Regions from separate parts of the Mus musculus genome. Here all the other regions are linked to region 1. A link is a contact called in public HiChIP or PLAC-seq data. All regions are on one chromosome and are shown on one strand. Each heading gives the region's core, a stretch centred on a gene start, on an enhancer-like site or on the middle of the called end of the contact. The rest is flanking DNA. Distances are from core to core; before and after follow the strand shown. Region 1 has its middle 70 kb from the start of Gm35850. Region 2 has its middle 330 kb from the start of Gm24212. Region 3 has its middle 300 kb from the start of Tox3. Region 4 has its middle 280 kb from the start of Tox3.

The links. HiChIP or PLAC-seq counts read pairs in DNA pulled down with a chosen protein or histone mark.
Region 2: an H3K27ac HiChIP or PLAC-seq map of embryonic stem cells shows a contact between it and region 1, with 8 times the contacts expected there. The contact joins two enhancer-like sites. A contact is called at or near these places in 1 of 39 promoter capture datasets (hippocampal neurons), 18 of 484 Hi-C or Micro-C datasets (DN2 thymocytes, the Patski cell line, the STO cell line and 12 more), 11 of 115 datasets of contacts at active chromatin or transcription factors (craniofacial prominence, differentiating embryonic stem cells, embryonic basal ganglia and 6 more) and 1 of 9 other capture datasets (embryonic stem cells).
Region 3: an H3K27ac HiChIP or PLAC-seq map of SST interneurons shows a contact between it and region 1, with 8 times the contacts expected there. The contact joins two enhancer-like sites. A contact is called at or near these places in 5 of 115 datasets of contacts at active chromatin or transcription factors (SST interneurons, differentiating embryonic stem cells, embryonic basal ganglia and 2 more) and 1 of 9 other capture datasets (embryonic stem cells).
Region 4: an H3K4me3 HiChIP or PLAC-seq map of embryonic basal ganglia shows a contact between it and region 1, with 5 times the contacts expected there. The contact joins two enhancer-like sites. A contact is called at or near these places in 7 of 115 datasets of contacts at active chromatin or transcription factors (cardiomyocytes, embryonic basal ganglia, embryonic forebrain and 2 more) and 1 of 9 other capture datasets (embryonic stem cells).

Annotation. Positions count from the first base shown.
Region 1 is chr8:90,669,516-90,672,302 of GRCm38.p6, reverse strand. No RefSeq gene overlaps it. Among named protein-coding and RNA genes, the nearest start is that of Gm35850, 70 kb to the left of the region's middle. Within about 2 kb of position 1,347, at least 48 of the 459 cell types and tissues checked have an H3K27ac peak or open chromatin away from gene starts, as enhancers often do. A contact at or near this core is called in SST interneurons, brain, embryonic basal ganglia and 1 more, where this site is marked.
Region 2 is chr8:89,999,698-90,002,484 of GRCm38.p6, reverse strand. No RefSeq gene overlaps it. Among named protein-coding and RNA genes, the nearest start is that of Gm24212, 330 kb to the right of the region's middle. Within about 2 kb of position 1,389, at least 8 of the 459 cell types and tissues checked have an H3K27ac peak or open chromatin away from gene starts, as enhancers often do. A contact at or near this core is called in brain, where this site is marked.
Region 3 is chr8:90,045,555-90,048,341 of GRCm38.p6, reverse strand. No RefSeq gene overlaps it. Among named protein-coding and RNA genes, the nearest start is that of Tox3, 300 kb to the left of the region's middle. Within about 2 kb of position 1,396, at least 8 of the 459 cell types and tissues checked have an H3K27ac peak or open chromatin away from gene starts, as enhancers often do. A contact at or near this core is called in SST interneurons, where this site is marked.
Region 4 is chr8:90,068,493-90,071,279 of GRCm38.p6, reverse strand. No RefSeq gene overlaps it. Among named protein-coding and RNA genes, the nearest start is that of Tox3, 280 kb to the left of the region's middle. Within about 2 kb of position 1,364, at least 23 of the 459 cell types and tissues checked have an H3K27ac peak or open chromatin away from gene starts, as enhancers often do. A contact at or near this core is called in embryonic basal ganglia and embryonic forebrain, where this site is marked.

The sequences.
Region 1 (2,787 bases), core at 98-2,597:
GTGGCCTTGACTATGTTTCCTGACCCAACTCTTTGTAGAAAGCCTGCATTACCTCTCTGTGGGAACTTCCCAAGTCTTTAACCCAGGATGGTGTCTTAGCCCCTACGTCACCTCACTGTCCAAATTTCATCCATGGGAACACAAGAACACGGGTAAAGACTAAATCTCAGCTGCCTTGAAGACCAGCTGGTCCAGATGTTTCACAGAGAAGGATGTTGAGGTACAGACTGGATGCTCCCAGGTCACCCTGCATCTGCTAGGTTGCGGCGAATGTTAACATCTTTCACTCCTACCTTGTGTAATCACACCTACATTTTAAATGATTTTTATGTCTGAGAGTAGAAGTCGCTTCCGAACCGAAGTCTGCTTGTGCCCACAGCTTCATCTCTTCATGCATATTCCTTGTATAAAAATGTCAAAAGTCTATTTTGGGGTTTTGCAGAAGAGAACTCTTTCCGAACGATGCTTGAACTGTTAAATATCATCTCCTATCTCCTTTTTTTTTGGGGGGGGGGCTCTAACCTTCAGAAAGCCTGGTACAGGATGAAAGTGGATTGAGGCTGAGATTTTCCAGAGGCTTGGTCTCACTCCAGTGAAGTGCTGCTAATCACTTTGTGTCGTTATCCAAACCAGTCTGCTGTCATTATTTAGAAGGACGGTGTACCATGGTCGAGAGAGCCATTGACCAGAATTCTTGTTATCAAAACAAATTTAGAAGAAAAAAAAAAAAACCAAAACAGTCTGTATCATTGAACTCATTAAACATGGAGTTCATCTTCTTGAGAAAGACATCTCCCCTCCCCCTTCCTGTGGCTTCTTCTTTCTCCAGTTTCCTGAAAAAAAAAAAATAAATTTGTAGGACTCAGGGTAGGTTTTCTTCCTGGGCTCCCAAGTGACAGGCTTGGATACTTGAGAGACACTGATCTAGCCCCATTCTTCCCTTCTGATAGGAAGAGAGACTATTTAATCCATCCAAGCTTAGGTAGATCATCTGTGAGATCATTTGGCAGGTAAATGGGCAACTAAGACCTTCTCTAGTCTGTCCCTTCCTTGTGAGGTTCCAAGAAGCATTAGTGAGGACGCAGGCGGGAAAGTTTCCAGTCTGTGTCTTTGCATGAATTTAATCATCTCCGTCAGAATCCTTAAGGAATTACAATAACAGAGATTCATTCATAATTCACAATTTCCATTATCTTCTTTCTACATCTAGTGTGGGGGGTAAAATTTATGGCTTCATTTACATTGTGTTCTATGAATAATAGAAGAAATACAGTAAAGGCCCGTGGAAATGCTCTTGCTGCAGAGGCACTTCGAAGTCCATCTGCATCACAATGGCTTCCTCGTTCAGTGCGGAATCTGCCAGCCTGCAGCTGCGCAGGGAGCATTTCAAAGGGGCCATCCTCATTATACAAAGTCTTCTCTTTCTTTGAACTTCAAAGCAAAAAGGAGAGACCTTAAATGGTATGGGGTAGGTAAAGTGATGAAATTGTAAGTTCAGGTATAAAATATCGTCAATTAGGAGTATGGGGGAAACAGCCGTTCGGAGGAGCAAGCGTGTTTGCTTGGAATGCAGGCGGGCAGGCACACGGTCAGATCTGAGCTTCAGGTTTCTTTGAGCTTTGGGGGCCTTAAGGGTAATCTAGCTCAAAGCCCTCCTTCTGCAGTCGGGGAAACCAAGGCACAAAGAAACAGACTTCTTCAACATTCTGCATTACAGCAGAGAGAGGGTGTGGAGCAGCCAGCCCCTCCCTCCAATCACATTACCTTTTGTTTTGAACTCAGAGTACCTGGCGTTGTGACAGGGCAATAAAGCTCGGCAGTAATCCTCTTGCTGAGGGATTCCCCCCACCCCCACCCCCGTTTTCTTTTTCTTTTTTTCCAAACCTGGAGCAAAGATGTTGCCAAAGGTAGCCCCCGCCCCCGCCCCAAATAATAATCTTCCTCAATTGAAAATCTGCGTTGAAAAAAAAAAAGGAGATTTGAAGAAAGACATTTGTTATACTTCTACAACGAAATAAATTTCAGTTTTCTTTTTATGAAGGAAGAACAGTAAGGCTGATGTAACCCTGTCTGTGCTCTATTTCTCCCCCTGGTATCTGGAAGCAGCCCTATCTATCTGCAAACAGCAACATCAACACAAACAAGATAAAACAAACAAAAACAAAAAACAAAACAAAACAAAAAAAAGCAAGCCATATTTGTGCAGAACGGCCTGTTCCTTGAGTCATCCACGTTCCAGCAGCCATCATAGCATCATAGAGGACAACTGAAAAAATAAATCCCCTCATCCAGTTCTCAGGGTGTTGTTACTCAAGGTAATATATGTGTGTGTGTGTGTGTGTGTGTGTGTGTGTGTGTGTGTGTGTGTGTATAAATATAATTGTATGTGCCTTTGCTTACAGTTTGTGGTGGGTCATGAAGAGTGATTCCCAAAACCATTCTGTCCATCAACTCCTTTCCTGGACCCTGTCTTCTGCTTCTCCTGCATAGTTTTGGAAAAGAAAAAAAAATCATGGAAAACCAATCCCATGGAAAGGTTTTAGAAAGGATCTCCGGTTTCCTACCAAAGACTCCCAGAGCACGTTCCGACTGTAGTGTTATTAAAGTGACTCAGATACCAAGCCAGTGTGGAGGCCTTTTGTATTTGGAAAGGGCAAGCAATATTAGTAGGCAAAATGCATACAGATTCAACAGCTCTGGGCTTCACGGACACACATTCTCTGTGATCCAACACATCTAATACATTTAGTCACGCACAATAAAAACCAAACAAAAGAGTCAACCATC
Region 2 (2,787 bases), core at 140-2,639, 670 kb after region 1:
TAGAATAATTAATTTTATTAGCGTGAGTATATGTGTGTACGAGTATGTGATTGTGGATTGTGTGAGTTTGTGTGAGTGTACATGTTTGTGTGTGTGTGAGTGTGTGTGTGATTGTGTATGTGTGAGTATGAGTGTGTGTATGTGTATATGAATGTGTGTGTGATTGTGTATGTGTGTGTGTGAATGTGTTTGTGATTGTGTGTGAATGTGTGTGATTGTGTGTGTGTGTGTGTGTGATTGTGTGTGTGTGTGTATGTGTGTGTAAAACCCATGCCACAGTGAGCAGGTAGACACCAGAGGACAACCTCAGATGCTGGCCCTCACCTTCCACCTTGTTTGAGACAAGGTCTCCAGCTCACCACTCAGTATAAGGATGTCTGGCTTGTGAGCTTCTGGGGGTGAGGGTGGGGGTGGAAGGCTGTTCTCTTGTTCCCACCAGCCACCACACAGTAGGAGATCTTGGGAGTTTCTTTTTCCCCACTTCCCACCACACAGTAGGAGCTCTGGGATTTCAGACACACCTGTCCTGTGAGCTAGGATCTGGAATCCTGTTGTTAGGATTGAGCACCAAACAATTAGCTCATTGATCTGGCTCCCAAAGCAGGATTGACAGATTTTATTAGCAATTGGTAAATTGACATCTTAAAAGGACTCTTTTCAGTTGCGTGTCAACTTGGAGGGACTTTCCATGATTTGAAGTAAACTTAAGAGTGAAAGCAAGGTTTCAGGTGTAGGCTCTCCCAGCCTATGTGCACCTTTGTCGTCGTTTGGCAGTTATCCCCTGACCCTGCAACTAGATCAACCTGAAGCAAACGGAATCTTACTTATGTAGACACTTGGTCTCCATGACCTTGTGTTTAGGTACTGAGTGATTCCTTAGACTGGGCTACCGTCCAGCCATGATCGGCCCTGATGGGAGAACACTTTTATCCCTCAATCTATAGAAGCTGAATTGGACTTACTGGGATTAGCCGGTACTGATGGACTTGTTCGGCTACTTTAATTATCCTTCCAATGAGAGCTTTTCCCCAGACTGGATTTTGAATCAGAATGAATGGCAGCTGGAGCGAGATCAGCTAAAGATCTCACGGAAAAGGTGCCCAGGAGCAAAAGCTCTAGCCTAAAATAGATAGAAAAGACTTAATTTTCTAAAAGAGAGGGCATTTTCTGAGGATTCACATTAAACAGGCAGAAAAAGAATTGTTTTAAATTGAAGAATTGTTTGTTCTAAAACCAGCCAGACTGTCCTGTACTGAAACTTGCTCCCATAAAAAGCCAAAAGTTAACAAAAGGATGAAAGCTGGGGAAATTGAGGGAATTTGAGAGCCGGGAAGACAAAGGCTGGACAAAATGGTCCTCACCAGCAACATGTCCTCTGCTGCTCTCTGGTGGCCATGTGCGGGAGTTAGGCGTAAAGCGGTCTTAAGTTCGTCTTCCCTAGCTGACCTGTAGTTTGTTCCTCCTACACCCAGCCTGTTCTCTCACAGAAGGCAGAAACAGTGCTGTTTCTGCCGCAATGATGTACACTAACAGTAGAGAGCGAAAACGGAAGGAAGCAGGAGTCATCTGCCACGTAATTCAAGGCAGTCTTTTATGTTCAGCACCAACTGTGCCATATTCTGCGCCCAGTACCGGAGGCGCAGGGCAGAATGAAACAGGACTGCAGCCTTAGAAGAGATCCCAATATAGACGGCAGTGCACAAATAATCGAGAGAGCCAACCGTATGAGCAGCAGTTGACAAGATGTAGGTTCTTGATAGCAATTCTCAAGTCAGATTGACATTGCTTGCTGAGAGCTTCCATTTGCTCCCAAATAGAAAAAACAACAAAAGAAAACAAAAACACCCCACATTCTTGTTTTAGAGTAGAAATGATGTTCTGGGGGAATGGATGTTTTCTTTCTTCCCTGACTCTGTTAAACACTGGATTTGGGACGCTGACATGGCACGCTATGACAGTTCAAAGTTGAAGCCTTGGTTTGAAGATGAAAGCCAAACTGTGTACATGAGTTTTTTTATTCCCCAGCAAAACACATTGCTCTGTGAACAGCAGCAGAATGCAAGGCTCTGTGGAGGCTGATGCCACACCACGTGCAGCAAGGTCAAAGATGGTCACCTGGCCTTTTCTGTGGGGATCACTAAGGGTGCAGGTTCCTCCCCTGAGTAATTCTAAGAAGCCCTCTGTATTCAGGGATACCTGGTGGAGCTAAGAATTCTTGCTCTTGATAAAGCTGTAGGGTTAAATTTATAGGAACTAATCCATTCTTTGTGTTAACCAAATAGCCATAGAGGGTTGATGTTGGTATAGAGCTCTCTTACCAGTGTGTAGACGTGCGTGTGTGTGTGTGTGTGTGTGTGTGTGTGTGTGTGTGTGTGTGTGTGTATGATGCAAGAACCTGCATCCCATCCATTCCGGGTTTTCTAAGGTAAGATGGCTCTTTTGTTCCTTTTCCTTGTGACTCACATGTTCAAAACTCCCCTAACATGTAAATGATAAAATGGCCACTCAGCCTATGATAACACCAGAAAAGAACACAAAGACCGAGCTGCTCTCTCGCTCTCTCTCTCTCTCTCTCTCTCTCTCTCTTTCTCTCTCTCTCTTTCTTTCTCTCTCTCTTTCTCTCTCTCTCTCTCTCTGTTTCTCTCCCCATCCCCAGGGTTATCAAGGAGATGGTAACATCCTGAAGCTGGTGACATATTGTCATGATAGAGAATGCGGCCATTAAAGAGGAAGGTGACCAATGGGACACTGTGAAGGCAATGATGCATGAACTCCTGGACCCAGCCA
Region 3 (2,787 bases), core at 147-2,646, 620 kb after region 1:
TCTGGTGGATGTAAAGGTTTCTGAGTTCCGTGTTCAGTCTGTTCATCTAAGAACCAGAGAAAATTCTCTCTTGTTGTCCTGCCCTAGGTGTGGCTTCACAGAGTTAAATTCACATTCACACCCCAACCTGCAGGAAGGGTAAAGGGGGAAGTGAACAGGAACCACACACACACACACACACACACACACACAGAGAGAGAGAGACAGGTAAAAATCAAAATCTTTTAGTTACACACTCAGCTTCTGGCTTCATCTCCTCCATCCAAACATAGTCAGATGGCTACCATGATTTATAAGGGCGTCTGGGGAAAGTGAACTTTAGCTTAATCTTGAGCACAGGTAAAGTTTTGATGGTACTATTGTTACAGATTTTGGAACTCCTTAAGCACCTCTATTCCCAAAAGGTAAGAGATCTTCGAGCTAGTCTACCTTCAGGGATGGAGAAAGGAGAGAGTGCTCAATGTTGTGATTCTGATTAAAACACATAGGCAGAGAGGTGAGGAGCCTGCTGACGTGATGACATGAGTTTCTACACGGCTGTTGCTGGCCATCCCTCCTTGGGACATACACACTTTGCTATTGATGCTGCTTTTCTTTTGTTCTCTGCCTCTTGTATGTTAAAACATTGGTTGGATGGATCTATCTGCCCTGGTTTAGGTGTGAGTAATGCCAGGTTAATGGTGGAGAGTGGATTCCTGAGCATGGAAGCAATGACACACATCCCGGTATCTCTAATGAACCCATTTGGACCACTGTCACTTTTATGCCTCTTCTGTCATGTTTCCTAAGCATTCACCGCAGTTTCCAGGAGCAAGGGAACATTGCGCCCTCACAACCTCTCTCCTGTCTCAGGCGCTGCCAGCCCTCTCTTTCTGAGTCTCCAAGCAACAGAATCTTAAAAATGAAATATTCATTTTCTGAAACCTAATTTAATATCAGTGATGACCAAGTCACTTATCAGAATAAATACTCTAAAATTTTTTGAATTAATAATTCTCTGCTAATGATGGTCATTGTTTATTTTATTATTATCATCCCCCCCATACCTCTCCCCACCCCCGCACACACAAACCCCCCCTCCGCTGCCACCGATTTGTTAAAAATACACACACAGAGCTGTAGGTTTAACCTTGGTTTACCTGGTAGTGATTTCCTCATTTGAGATCTCGGAGTAATGAGAAATATTTCAGGCAATCACCGTCCTGTCAATAAATGAAATACATCACTACTTTTCTAAAACAAGGATTAGTGTTTCTCCCCAGTGTAGCTCCAATTCCGAGTGAGAGATAAGCTAATCTTTAGTTTTATTTTGGGAGCTTGTTCTAACGTCTGGTAGCGAGGCATTCATGTTTCATAACTTCAGGGCTGATGAGTCTTTGCTGACATGGAACATCCCGTTAGAGCAGTGACGGATGTAATTGTGTGCCATGCACCATGGGGGTGATACATTGTGCCGTTCTGAAAGGCGTGTTCTGGTAAATGCTGTTTTGCTGAAAGACTGCAATTACAGCTTGTTTTCAATGGGCTGCCTTTGTTTTAAACACAGGGTAATGGAGTTCTAAATAGAGAGATTGAGTAAAAAGGCATGTCAAAGGGGAGTTTAACCAGGATAGCTCACAACTGGAGTTTGGCTACCCCTATTATTTTCTACCTGTAGCTATTATCTATCCAAATGCCTTCCCCATGGTTATACCTAAAAAGTTTGGCCCAGATGCCTGCGGTTTTCTTGAAATCTCTGGGACCATTGGATGAGTACTAGCTCCTTGATATTATAAGCTCTCAAAACAAGATAGAACCTCAGGAGTCATTTTGAAAGGTTGAATCGATTCAGACAACCAGAAAGTTCTTCCGAAGTTGCCTTCTTCTAACCTGCTTAGCCATTAGATGAGCAGCTGAGTTTTGAACCGAGCAGAGACTTTTCCACCTCTTGGAATAAACCTTCTAGAGTTTTATGGCTGCCACTCTCTTATGTGTAGGTCTGGTCTAGAGTCCAGTCAATCTTGATTTTAGTAAGAAGATTAAGGTAAGTGAGTGAAGATTAAGCCCTATGCATTCTTCTCTTTTTCCATCAAACTAAGTGAAGAATGTGAAGCATTCTCAGACAACTTTAGTACCGAGCAGATGTTTCTTCTTCTTGACGATGGTCATCTTCAGGAAATATTATAAAACATTTATAAAATAATGATAGTAATAGGTTACACTGATCAGGAACCCTGCTATGCTGAAATGATGACAGTTTTAGTGTTTGAAAATTGCTTCACTAAGCAGAGTACATGAACCCAAATATCTCTATTCAGAACTCCACAGTCTCTACCTTTAAGAAGAAATAGAGTGCTATATAAAAGTGCACCCATGTTTCGCTCACAATTTCCAACAATATTCAGATACAAGTAGATTAGAGTCTCCAATGTATTCCTATCAGTAAGATGTTTACTTTGTCACTACGGAGACGGTTTTCACTTCTTGAGCATGGATATGTACTTCACACACAGATATCTAAGATAAGCTGTCTTATAAAGAAAGAAATTAATCTGGGTTCACACACCCTTGTGCCTTCTATCCATGACCGTTTAGCCACATTGCTTTGGGTCTCCTGCCACAGACTTAATTTTGCAGCCCAAGAGGTCCCAGGTATGAGAATGAGAAAGAGACCCAAGCCCCACAATCCTATTCAAGGACACACACTGCAGGTGGCCTAAAATACCTTACTAGGTCCCATCTGTTAAAAGTTTTTACCCCTTTCCCATAGCACCAAGCACCAAGTTCACACGCGATCTAAGCCACTGT
Region 4 (2,787 bases), core at 115-2,614, 600 kb after region 1:
CCTAATGAACACCCCCGAAGTCACCAAAATAGAAGGAGGGCTGCTTAAGAAGAAAGGAATTACCAAAGGGAGGAGGGGGACAAGAGCTAGCCAGAGTGTGAGTGTGATAGAGATATATTATCTACGTGGATAAAAACGCCACAATGAAACGTATACATATGCATTATTAATATGTGCTAATAGCCATTTTTAATTATAGAAATTGTGGGGCCTTCGTAGAGACCATCCCAAGTTCATGTTTCACAAGCAATGTGGAAAGAAGAAGTCTCTAAATAGTGCCAGGTGCAATGGAGACCTTTTGTTTTGTTTTGTTTTGTTTGGTTTGGTTTTTGTTTGTTTGTTTGTTTGTTTTGTTTTAAAATGATCTAATGATGACGATGGTGTGGCTTCTGAAAATGGAAATGTTGGGTTTGGGTTTGGGTTATACACATTAAAGTCCCTACTCCCCAGATTGTGTGTGATTGGACAGTTTTAAGAAAGTGTCTCCATGGTGCCCCAACTGTTCTTAGTTCCCTTACATGACCCTCTTTTTTTTTTCCATTTTTTTAAAACCTAAGCCAATATTACAGATGTAGGCAGCTGTTATTTCTCCACTACTTGCATCAAGCCTTTAAGGTCGGATACCAGCATGATTTATTTAAATTTTGGCATGTGATAAGGGGTTGGTGAGCAAAATCGAGTCCTTCCTCTCCACGGTTCCCATGCTGAGCTTTGTAGCAAATTGTTCTTGACGTCCCCATTGACATCTCATAAGAGCAAATTTAAATGGGGAGATACTCATCTGCACTGAAAGAAGAATTTTAGTCATTTCCACATAAGAAAGGAATAAGGGACTGTTGTATATGTCTAGGTCTGTAGGTGTGGCTATTTTGTGCAAACATTCAGGAGATTCTCTTTTGTTTAGCTCTTGGATTCTTTGATTTCTCCTTAGCTTGCCAGACCAAATCATCGTTCCGCCCAAATCACCCAGAAAAACATAAGTAATTCCCTGTCTTTGTTTCTGTTAAACACTAAGGGAAACCAGTCATGTTAAGTGAACGTTTTTTCGTGTTTACAGTCCCCATTAATTAATGTAGGGCATCATGAAAATGGTTTTTGTGTGTTCTGGGTGAGTTTCCTAATGAGCAGAATTTCTTCAAGGATTTCTTAATCATTTAGTAGTTGAGAACATGCTATTATTTTATAAGCACTCCTGATAAATCATTTGACAAATACTCTTTGGCCCTTTACAATAATTTTTATTTCCTGTTATTTCAATTGTCTCGGCATTTTTTTCCCCTTGTAAATAGTCAGAGAGTAAGCACATTTTCAAAGAGCTGCAGGGAGGCTAAGATGCCAGTTGCATTTTAACGATATAGGGCATTATCGTTCCTACTGTAGCCAATTCTCGTTTAAATCATTGCAGTTTCTGCTCCAGCCTCCAGCTATAGAATTCTTTTCAAGCCAGCAGTGAACTTGGCAGGTTGCCAGAAGAAATATAAAGGTGTTTTGGTCCACCAAAGTATTTTGAGTGGTTCTTAGTGATACAGTGTTCTTCAGTACATCTGCACAACATTTTTCCGAAGTGAATTTTCATGTGAAAAGCCTCCTTAATCATCCCCAGTATTGTTTATCTCAATGCAGCTATGGCGGTGCCCCCCCCCCGGGGGGTGCCGACAAAATAAACAAGGGGATCCTCTAAAGAGTTTTAAAAGTGGCAGGTGCTGAGGCTGTGCCCTATTCACTTAGTAAGCAATGACATTTCTGTGCTAATCTACAGACAAACAAGAGACAGGTGACACACCGAATCTAGTACAATGCACAAGAGAAGCCGGTTTCAGCCAATGGGGTCAGCTCTAGATAAGAGCTTTAAAGGCCACTGTGGGAACGATGCAACTGTTTTTTTAACTCTCTGCCTCTCTGTGTTCTCCTGGTAAAACCAATGTTTAAACTGAAGATGTTAAGTAAACCTGGTTTAAGGTGGAAAAAAAAAGGAGGTTCAAGAATGAAATGTCTCATGATTAACTATCATAAGTGTGTGTGTGTGCATGCATGCACATATTTCCATATATACAGGCACATAGGAATGTATTTGCATTTAAAGAAAAGAAATACATCAAAACACATGGAAATCACTATCCATTTGCTAGTTGGGCTCTGAATTTGAGCCAAATATGTCACATTTTCACAACAAACCAAGGTATTTGCACGCTAAACACTGACACACACACACAGTGGAATTTACAAAATAAATGATTAAACACATTTTATATTCTTTCCCTTTCATTGATTGCCACATGTGTAAAAAAAAAAAAAAAGCGCCAATGTGGACCACTGTTAACCTATACCCGCCCACCACTTTTTGAAAGTAAATTAATCAGAAGTTGGTCAGAAATGGAATGGTGTTTTGTGAAAGACCTTTTTCTTTAAGATACTTTTTTTTCCTAAAGTGAAGGTTAGCTCTTACGGACAGCTCAGAATGCACAAGAGCAGTGAAAATTACTTAAAGTCCACTAACTGACTTACAGAGTTTGGGGATTTGCATAGTGCTCAGGAAAGACTGAAGGCTTTGCATAAGATCTTATGAAACAAAACAAAAGCCAGACAGTGGCATTCTCCCTTGCCTTTTTTTTTAATTAGGAAGCCATGGACAAGTCTGTTTTGACTACTGTGATCAAGAGTAGGAAGTTCTCAACATTCTCGTTACATCATTGACCATTGGTCCTTTTCAAACTCTGTCTTTGTTGCATGGGCTCAGCTGTGGTCAGCCTTGGTTCACCAAGAATATTACATATCAAGTGGTGAATG